Linked DNA regions of Mus musculus: region 2 is linked to region 1. The links are chromatin contacts, called in public Hi-C maps. All regions are on one chromosome and are shown on one strand. Each heading gives the region's core, a stretch centred on a gene start, on an enhancer-like site or on the middle of the called end of the contact. The rest is flanking DNA. Distances are from core to core; before and after follow the strand shown.

Region 1 (4,391 bases), core at 1,038-3,537:
CACTGCAGTGTATTGGCTTATGCAAGGGACAGGAAATTCTCTCTGCGAGCTGTAGTGTATTTTGAGAATTTATTCACGTGCTATTAAATGATCTTCCAGAGCCTGGAGGTTTCGGGAACCATGTTCTTTCTGGTGACTTATCTTCCGCTGTGTATACAATCAGCCCACGTTCCAAAGAGACGCATGGGAAATACCACATAGTCCTCATTATAGACCCCCAAGATCCCTCGTTAAAATGAAGCATTACTCACGCTCTCTGTGCCAAGTGAAGCTTGCCAGCCCCATGGACTCCCTCGGCAAACCAGTACTTGTTTAGACATGCACTTGCATTAACCAGCAAATTCCCTCAGATTTGTTCTGAGAGAGCTTTCAACGTAGACTTTTTTCCTTTGGTGTTCTGCCCTAGGCATTCAGAACTCTGCCAAAAGCTAAACAATGCCCCTCGAGTCAAGTCACATTATACAAATCCAAGGGTTTAATTATTGTCAAAAGGGACTGGCTTTTGCTCCCTTCCAGACTGTCTCGTGGCCTGACATACCAGTGACCCAACAGTGAGAGAGTCAGGAAACGAAGACTTCTGACAGCATACCGGTGTTGTACTCAATCATTCCAGAACTCCATGCCAAGATGGGGAAAACAATTCCTCTTATCGTGTGATAATTATACAATAAATGGGTCTTCTTTCCACTGCTGAGCATGGCAAGTTGACTGTACCTCAGGGCTGCTGGCCAGGCTGTCTGGCTACTCTTGTTGGACTCTGGTTCTCCAGGCTCCTAAGTCTCCTTCCTGTCTCGTTCTATTCTCCTTCTAGATTTGGATAGGGTCATTGAGGACCTTCGTTCACTGTCATCTCTGAGCTTGTTCCCCCCACCCCCAGCTCCATCGGGGTCTTCCCTTGGTCACTCTAGACTCCTCAGACGCATGTATGCCTGCCTGCCGTGGTTCCCTCTTAGTTGCTCCAATACTTGAGACACAAGTATTCTGTCCACTTCTGAGGCGCTCTTAACTCCCTTCCCACACACCCCCCTCCACCACCACCCCCTACACATTTCTCTGTAGCCTTTTCTAAAACGCTGAGCGTGCGCTGGGAGCCCTTGGTCTACAGCAGAATGATGAGTATCATGGATCATGGTACTGCTCCTTGGAGACAGATGCTATGCTGTTACACGCTTTTCAAATGCTCTTTTATTACCTTCAGATCACTCTGCAGTAAGGCAAGCATTTCTTACCCATTTTACAGAGAAGGAATAAAAGCTCACAGAGGATGGATAGCTTGCCTGAGACACACTAATAGCCTATTACCAAAGTGATAGTGCAAGCTCATGTACATGGGCTCAGAGTCCACAGTTAACTATGCCCCTGCTGCCTCCTGTGTCAGTAGTCCTGCGGCTGAATTTATTATGGAAAGTTTTGTTTTTCTATGTATTTTGAAGAAAACATCAAGTGTGGTCAGGTCTGGGGATTAAGACCCTTTCCTGGGTTGGGGCCCCAGCTTCTCCCACTTCACCTTTTTGAGCCCCTGCTTTCTTGGGTTGAAGTTATGGAAAAGGACGGAATGAGTCCGCGGGGGCTGGGAGGACCCCGTGCTTTCCTGCAGAGCCCACAGTCCAAGGCCTCCATCCCAGTAGAAACTCATTTGGTGCAGTCAGGTCTCAGAAGCTCCTCGGCACACAGCAATGAAAGCTCCGATGTTTTCTTCTTCAGGATTTGAGCATTCCAGTTAGGGTGCTGAGTTCTTCCCCTCACTGTGTGACTCACTTCCCTCATTCACACAGTCTGTACTTTAGAAATCAAAAACAACTCTGAGGAACATGAAAATCTGCCATTTATTGTCTCACAGCCCTGATGCTTTAAGACAGATTCCATATTCCGAATCTCATTATCCCAAATGTGTTCATTAAACAACTTCACAACATTAAAAAAAAAAAAAAAAAGTTAACTCAGACGTCAGTGTGATTTCCCTTTTACGATCCAGTCCCAAATGGTTTCAGGTCTGAAGTCTACGTCCCACCGAAGTCAGCCACAGACTCCTGGGATCCTCCTTGTTTTTCTTGTTGCCACCTTTCCGTGTCTTCTCAAGCTCCCGCTGAAATGAAAGCAGGAGCTTTCTCCTTACCTGCATTATCTTCAGACACACTGAAGATTTTTGACAAAAAGATGTACTGTAAAAAATAATCTTCTTAGACATGAGAAAAAATTAGAATGAAGGTGGAAATCTAGATCATATTAAAGTCCCACTCAATAGAATGCCTCCTCACCAGCTGAGTCAACCTTTACTGTCATCATTAGAAGGTTTCATTTCCTCCTGCTCGACCTGAGCCTTTTATTCCCCCCATAGTGGCCTCTCCTGTTGACTTTTATGTCTTTTATAGTACTTTTGGGTTTGGGGGGACTGTTTTGTTACGTTTTTCAGATTTTCCGGTAGTAGAGTCCAGGGTTCAAGCCAAAAGTGTGATACCTTGGCTAGTGAAGAGGTAGCTAAGGACTCCCTTCCCACCGTCAAAGCAGCTCACTCTCCTCCAAGGCCCTCTCCCCAGCTCTCCCAGCCTAGACTGGTAAGGGGCAGTGAGTGCCCTTGCTACTTGACTATGAGTTCTGTGGAGCCTCCTGAGAAGGAGGTACCTCTCCATACTCATAAAGGCAAGCACTGGAGAATCCTTGGTGACTGTTGATGCTGAGGCTGGAATGTGGTCTCAGGACCTTCTGTATGCCTCACAGCTGAGCCGGGAGGGATACAGCAAGTAAGGGAGGGGCAGCCGTGGGACAGGCCACTGTCCTTCCGTTTCTGTCCTGAAATAGATAAGCTGCAGAGGAAACTGCTTTACCAGAGGGAAGTCTGGCACTGAGGTATCTCCATGGCCCAATGACAAGTGAAACTTTGAGACAAGAATTTTCCAAGAGCAAGCAACCGAGTATGTACTGCCATAGTCAGAGGTCACGGGAACTTTGGTTTTTGCCTCCTCTAAAATGGGAACAAACATCTGCCTCTCAGAGTTGTGGAGACTAATGAACTCATAAGAAGAGTCCCTCATGAAAGTCTTTCATCTCTCTAAGCAGGAAAAATAAAAAGAATCCTGCATGTCTGCAGAGTCTCTTTCTCTTTCCCAAACAGCGTTTTTATTTTCATTCTATGTCCTGTTCTCATGGGCCTTGCTCCTCTTTCATGGTGATTGTCTCTCTGAATTCTCTATTGAGAATGTTGAAAGCATTTTTTTTTTTTTCTGAAACGTTCCTATGGTTCACGTATTAAGTTATTTCCAGAGCTCAGCTCTCCCTTGGGAGCCGAGAATGTCATTGCTTTCCCATTATCCCAATCTGCTCATTTTTTTTCACAAGTGCTTTGCCGAAAAAGCATTGTTTTCTTGGATTCTAACAAGAAGCCTGTGTGGACAACTGAGAATTTCCCACCTGACGGTGATTTGCCCCGGGTCCCTCACAGTGTTCACCAGTGTGCGGGTCACATGAGTTCCTTAGCTCTGCACGTGAACTAAGAAGGCCTGAGCATACTGTCCATGCCAATCCCCAGTACTGATTGTTCAGTTCCATCCTCTCCCACCCAAAAGGGCTGGTTCTCAGTTGCTCTCCGTGTCCCTGGAGAGCTAAGAATTAGAGGCGCTGTTGACCTTGCCTGCTCACAGATAACTTTCCCTGTGAGCCTTCCTCAGCCTCTCAGCTCCCTCCAACCATCCTGTCACTAAGGTTGCTTTCCCCTTGGCTTTCGGAATCACTGACTGAGTGGATGCTGCCGTCTCTTTGATGCAACCTGCATCTCTGTCTACCCCTCTCCCTCATTCCCCTTATGCCTTTCACCTTTTATTTCAGGACAAGGAAGGGATCTAACTGGCCACCTCTGCAAACATTTTTTTTAGTGCCCATTTTCTCCTCCCCGGCAGGGAGTCTCCAAACCTGTGCTCAGCACATACCCCCTCCACCCAAACTACTCTGTAACCTTCCACTGATGACCTCATTCCTTGATGACTTTAGTCTCCCTTCTAGACGCTTCCAGTCAATATCTGAACCCATTTCTTGACTCTGCCTTACAAACACTGCTCTTGTACGAACAGTCCCTGGGCACCTACCTGCTGCCCAGTGTGTCACAGCTGAGCTGCTCTCACGACTTCCCTACACCATATTGTATCCATTCTCACATTCATGTTTAAAAGTCAGGACACAGGGCCTGGAGAGATGGCTCAGCGGTTAAGAGCACGAACTGTTGTTCCAGAGGTCCTGAGTTCAATTCCCAGCAACCACATGGTGGCTCACAACCATCCATAATGGGATCTGATGCCCTCTTCTGGTGTGTCTGAAGAGAGCAAAAGTGTACTTATGCATAAAATAAATAAATAAATCTTTAAAAGGAAAAAAAAAAACAGTCAGGACACTGTACTGTT
Region 2 (4,391 bases), core at 613-3,112, 520 kb before region 1:
TTTTAGCTCTGAAAAGGAAATTGTCGTTTTAGCACATGCTATGTAGAATCTTGTTGAGATGCAGCACAAAGGGAACCCTATTAAATCAGGAACCAGCATGCACACTCTGCAGAGGCCCCTCGGTGGAGGCTCATTGGATGATTTCTGCCCTCTCAGGCCACCTCCCCATCTACAGTGTTCTGTGGGACACTGTAGGACAGCATCAGTGCTTGGTGGGACAGCCGACAATCAGAGCGGTGTCATAATGACCACTGCTATGCTCTGTGGGCTATTCTTGCCTTAACATTTCTTAACTCTTAGAATACTTCCTGGTCCTCTACCTCCTCTGCCTATAAAGAGTGAAAGGGGCCCTCTCATGAGACCACCTATTCCTTCCGTTCCCACCCAGTAGAATAGTATTTACAGTGAGCCTAATTTTTCTTATGCCTTTCCAGACCGGACTACTGGACTTCAGAGAGATAGAGAATGAGCCTATATTTATGGGCTTTTAAAGAATTATTTATTTATTTTATTTTTATGAGTACACTGTAGCTCCCTTCATGCATGCCAGAAGAGGATATCGGATCCCATTACAGATGGTTGTGAGCCACCATGTGGTTGCCGGGAATTGAACTCAAGACCTCTAGAAGAGCAGTCAGTGCCTTTAACCACTGAGCCATCTCTCTAGCCCATCTCCTAAGTCCATGGAGTAATGTTGTTTATTCCACAGTGAAGGGACAAGCATGTGAGTAAATGAATGTAGAGAATTTTAAATAGTGTTTCAGTATATCATTTTAAGAGAGCACTTATTAAATAGTAGAGACTCAATAAGTACTGCATTTTGATAATTCAACGAGTCATATATTTTTGATGAGCCGAAGTCATCTTCCCTGCATCTGGGTAAAGTATTCAGTAACAGACAAGAAGAACTCAGTCTCTGTTTAGATGAAAATAAAATATAGCACTTTGTCCTATATTTTAACCTGAAAATTGTTATTAATTTATCCATAACTTGCTTTGAGAAGTGCACAAATGTTCAGCGATTCCTCTGTATTTGAAAGCTCCAAGAATGACATCAAAGTATATTTTTAACACTGTAACATAGAAAAAGTTGGCTGTCTGCTATGGCCCCTGCTGAGGGTCTCTCTCCTGACTGGGATCAGGAACAAACACTGTCTTTGTGTCATCCAGGTTGACAGGGAGGCTGCAGCGGACTCTCACCTTGTCCGAGACCTCTAGCCAAATGCCTTCCCTGTTTCTTCTCCCTGTGCTCTCTGCAGAGGAGCTAACTTCAAAATTGCATCAGCCGGCTCGGCTCACTGTTATTTCAAAGTGATGCTCACACGTGAGAAAGAAGCCTGTGGCAAGCCTTTCAAAGTACTAAAACTGTGACTCACTGCCAGACAGAAAAAAAAAGTCTTCTTTGCACACACACACACACACACACACACACACACACACACACAAGCCATAACACGCTACTGCTAAAATTAAAATTAATTTTTTTCTCAAAACAGGCCATCCATGGCTACACATCAGTAATAACATTACAACTTAAACCTTAACAAAAAGAGTCTAATTTTCCAGTGGATTCGGGGAAGAACATTAGATAATACTTAATAGCAGGAGCAAAACAGAGATGTTCCCTGAAAAGTGATTTAACTGGGTGATGTCATGGAGTTATGAGGGAAGGGTAGTCTGGCTTTCTTGGCAATGTGAGCTTCAAATGAAGTTTGGAAGTAATTTAAAAAAAAATGTTGTTCCACAAAAATGTATCAGTCATATAATTCAGAAAAGCCGTGACTTTGCACTTAGGAAAGACTGTCTCCTCTCTCTACTTCATCTCCAGAGCTGATTCTGTCACTTAAATAGAAACCACAGGCCTTGCTTGACACATGCTACTCCGACTCTCACTTCCTGTTTCATAACAAACTACTCCCCCTCCCTTCTGGGAGCTTGCAATCTGTCCCAGAAGCCGCAGATGTATGATACAATGAAGCAAAAACTGAGGGAGAGCAATTAGTCTGAGGACTAAAAGAAAAAAAAAAAAAAAACTGTTTCTTTGTCTTCCTTCCATCCGGGTAGTTGCTGAAGATCGGAGAAAGCAAGGAAAGATCAATATGCATCTCCAACATGTCAAAATAGGTTGAAAAATGAAACATTCATTCGGCCTCTCGCTTGTTTATGTTTGTAGTGCATGTTTGGTAGCTGAATTGGTCCCTTTGGATATTGTCAAGTGGGGCTTGAAGGAATAATGAGCAGACACTTATTTTAAAGAGCAAACAGCAGTGTAAGAGGAGAAGCAAAAATAGCAGAGCTGGAGAGTGGGTTCTATGAGGTGGAGTATGACAGAGTCTAACTCGCTTCTCATCCAGCTGAGAGCGCTTCCTAAGGACACCACCCAAAGAGCCATGAAGCTGGAAAGGGCAGGCATTTGCATCCTCAGCCAGAGCTTCTGATTGACAGCCCACTTACCCGAAAGCATCAGGAGGCTTTGGGAAGTGTGCCCACATTCAGCCAAGATCAAGCCTTTTTGGATATAAGCATATATAATGAGGTGCATGAGCAAGGAATCTTAAAGCAAGGTGGTAAGTGGATTCAACATTAACCATACTGTTTATCCACTTTAAACAGAGTCAGAAAGGAAAGTTCATTGAGGGGCTGGGGAGATTGCTTGGTCAGCAAAGTCCTGCTCCTCAGGCGTGAGGATCTGAGTTGCATCCCCAGAATCCAGGGAAAAAAAAGCAGGGTATAGCACACACTTGTAAACACAGTGTTGAGAAGGTCCCTACTGCTCCCTAGGTCAGCTTAGTAAATAACAGGATCCTCGTGAAAGTGAGAGACCAAAGGAGGGTGTCTTAGTCAGGGTTTCTATTCCTGGACAAAACATCATGACCAAGAAGCAAGTTGGGGAGGAAAGGGTTTATTCAGCTTACACTTCCATACTGCTGTTCATCACCAAAGGAAGTCAGGACTGGAACTCAAGCAGGTCAGGAAGCAGGAGCTGATGCAGAGGCCATGGAGGGATGTTCTTTACTGGCTTGCTTCCCCTGGCTTGCTCAGCCTGCTCTCTTATAGAACCAAGAGTACCAGCCCAAAGATGGTCCCACCCACAAGGGACCTTTCCCCCTTGATCACTAATTGAGAAAATACCCCACAGTTGGATCTCATGTAGGCACTTCCCCAACTGAAGCTCCTTTCTCTGTGATAACTCCAGCTGTGTCAAGTTGACGCATAAAACCAGCCAGTATAATTGATCCCTTGTCAACTTGACAAACAAACACATCACTAGTAAGCCTCAACCCTTAGTTCTTATTCATCTCCAAGATCTTGAATAACTTTAAAAGTCCCACAGTCTTTACATATTAAAAATTCAATCCTTTAAAAATATCCAATATCTTTTAAAATCCAAGGTCTTTTTACAATTAAAAGTATCTTACCTGTGGGATCCACTAAAATATTTTCTTCCTTCAAGAGGGAAAAATATCAGGGCACAGTCACAATCAAAAGCAATAATTAAACTCCAACTGTCCAATGTCTGGGATCAAACTCACAATCTTCTGGGCTCCTCCAAGGGCTTGGGTCACTTCTCCAGCCATGCCCTTTGTAGCACACACCTTGTCTTCTAGGCTCCAGCTGTACTCCACTGCTGCTTCTGTTCTTAGTGGTCATCTCATGGTACTGGCATCTCCAAACCACTGCTGTCTTCCACTGTAACTTGGCCTCAACAATAGCCTCTCATAGGCTCTCTTCATGGTGTCAAGTCTCAGCTCCTTTGCATGACCCCCTCAGTCCTGGGCCATCGATTGCAACTGAGGCTGCACCTTCACCAATGGCCTTCCATGGCCTCTCACAGTGCCGAGCCTCAGCGTGACCCCTTCATGCCTTCAAAACCAGTACCACCTGGGTAACTCTTACACATTTCCAAGTTGAGCCACAGCACAAGGTACAACCTTGGCTATCTCTGGAACACAGCCTCTGTGCTCTCAGAAAACACTTCCCAGAAGATGTCACCTCAATGATGGTGGTCTCTTCTTAATCACCGCTAATTTCTTAGCTCCAGCTAACCAGCATCAATAGCCCCAGTATTTTTAAAAGATTCATTCTTATACTTCTGTTCCTCTAGAACCAATCCTGGTACCAACTTCTGTGGGGACAGAGAAGGTCACAGAGACAGGTTACAGAGGAGAATGAGAGTACTCAGGATGCAGTGTGTGTGTGTGTGTGTGTGTGTGTGTGTGTGTGTGTGTGTGTAAAATTGTCAATGAATAATTTTAATTAGTAGATGAAACAAAGGTTGAAAGCATCTGAGGAAGACAACAGAGGTTGACACTTGGCCATCACATGTGTGCACATAGAGTGGTAACACACATGCACCCATGTTAATGCACATACAAAAAGCACAGACACCT

The links. A called contact is a pair of places that touch in the nucleus more often than the background predicts.
Region 2: a contact with region 1 is called in a Hi-C map of bone marrow-derived macrophages, with 15 read pairs. The contact joins two enhancer-like sites. A contact is called at or near these places in 2 of 15 datasets of contacts at CTCF or cohesin (large pre-B cells and pro-B cells), 5 of 484 Hi-C or Micro-C datasets (LSK cells, bone marrow-derived macrophages, cerebral cortex and 2 more), 2 of 115 datasets of contacts at active chromatin or transcription factors (astrocytes and heart atrium) and 1 of 9 other capture datasets (embryonic stem cells).

What each region holds. Positions count from the first base shown.
Region 1 is chr10:13,684,732-13,689,122 of GRCm38.p6, reverse strand. The region is part of intron 4 of Aig1 (androgen-induced 1); the gene reads left to right. Among named protein-coding and RNA genes, the nearest start is that of Pex3, 130 kb to the right of the region's middle. Within about 2 kb of position 2,287, at least 44 of the 459 cell types and tissues checked have an H3K27ac peak or open chromatin away from gene starts, as enhancers often do. A contact at or near this core is called in bone marrow-derived macrophages, cerebral cortex and heart atrium, where this site is marked.
Region 2 is chr10:14,205,317-14,209,707 of GRCm38.p6, reverse strand. No RefSeq gene overlaps it. Among named protein-coding and RNA genes, the nearest start is that of Gm51759, 80 kb to the right of the region's middle. Within about 2 kb of position 1,862, at least 130 of the 459 cell types and tissues checked have an H3K27ac peak or open chromatin away from gene starts, as enhancers often do. A contact at or near this core is called in bone marrow-derived macrophages, cerebral cortex and heart atrium, where this site is marked.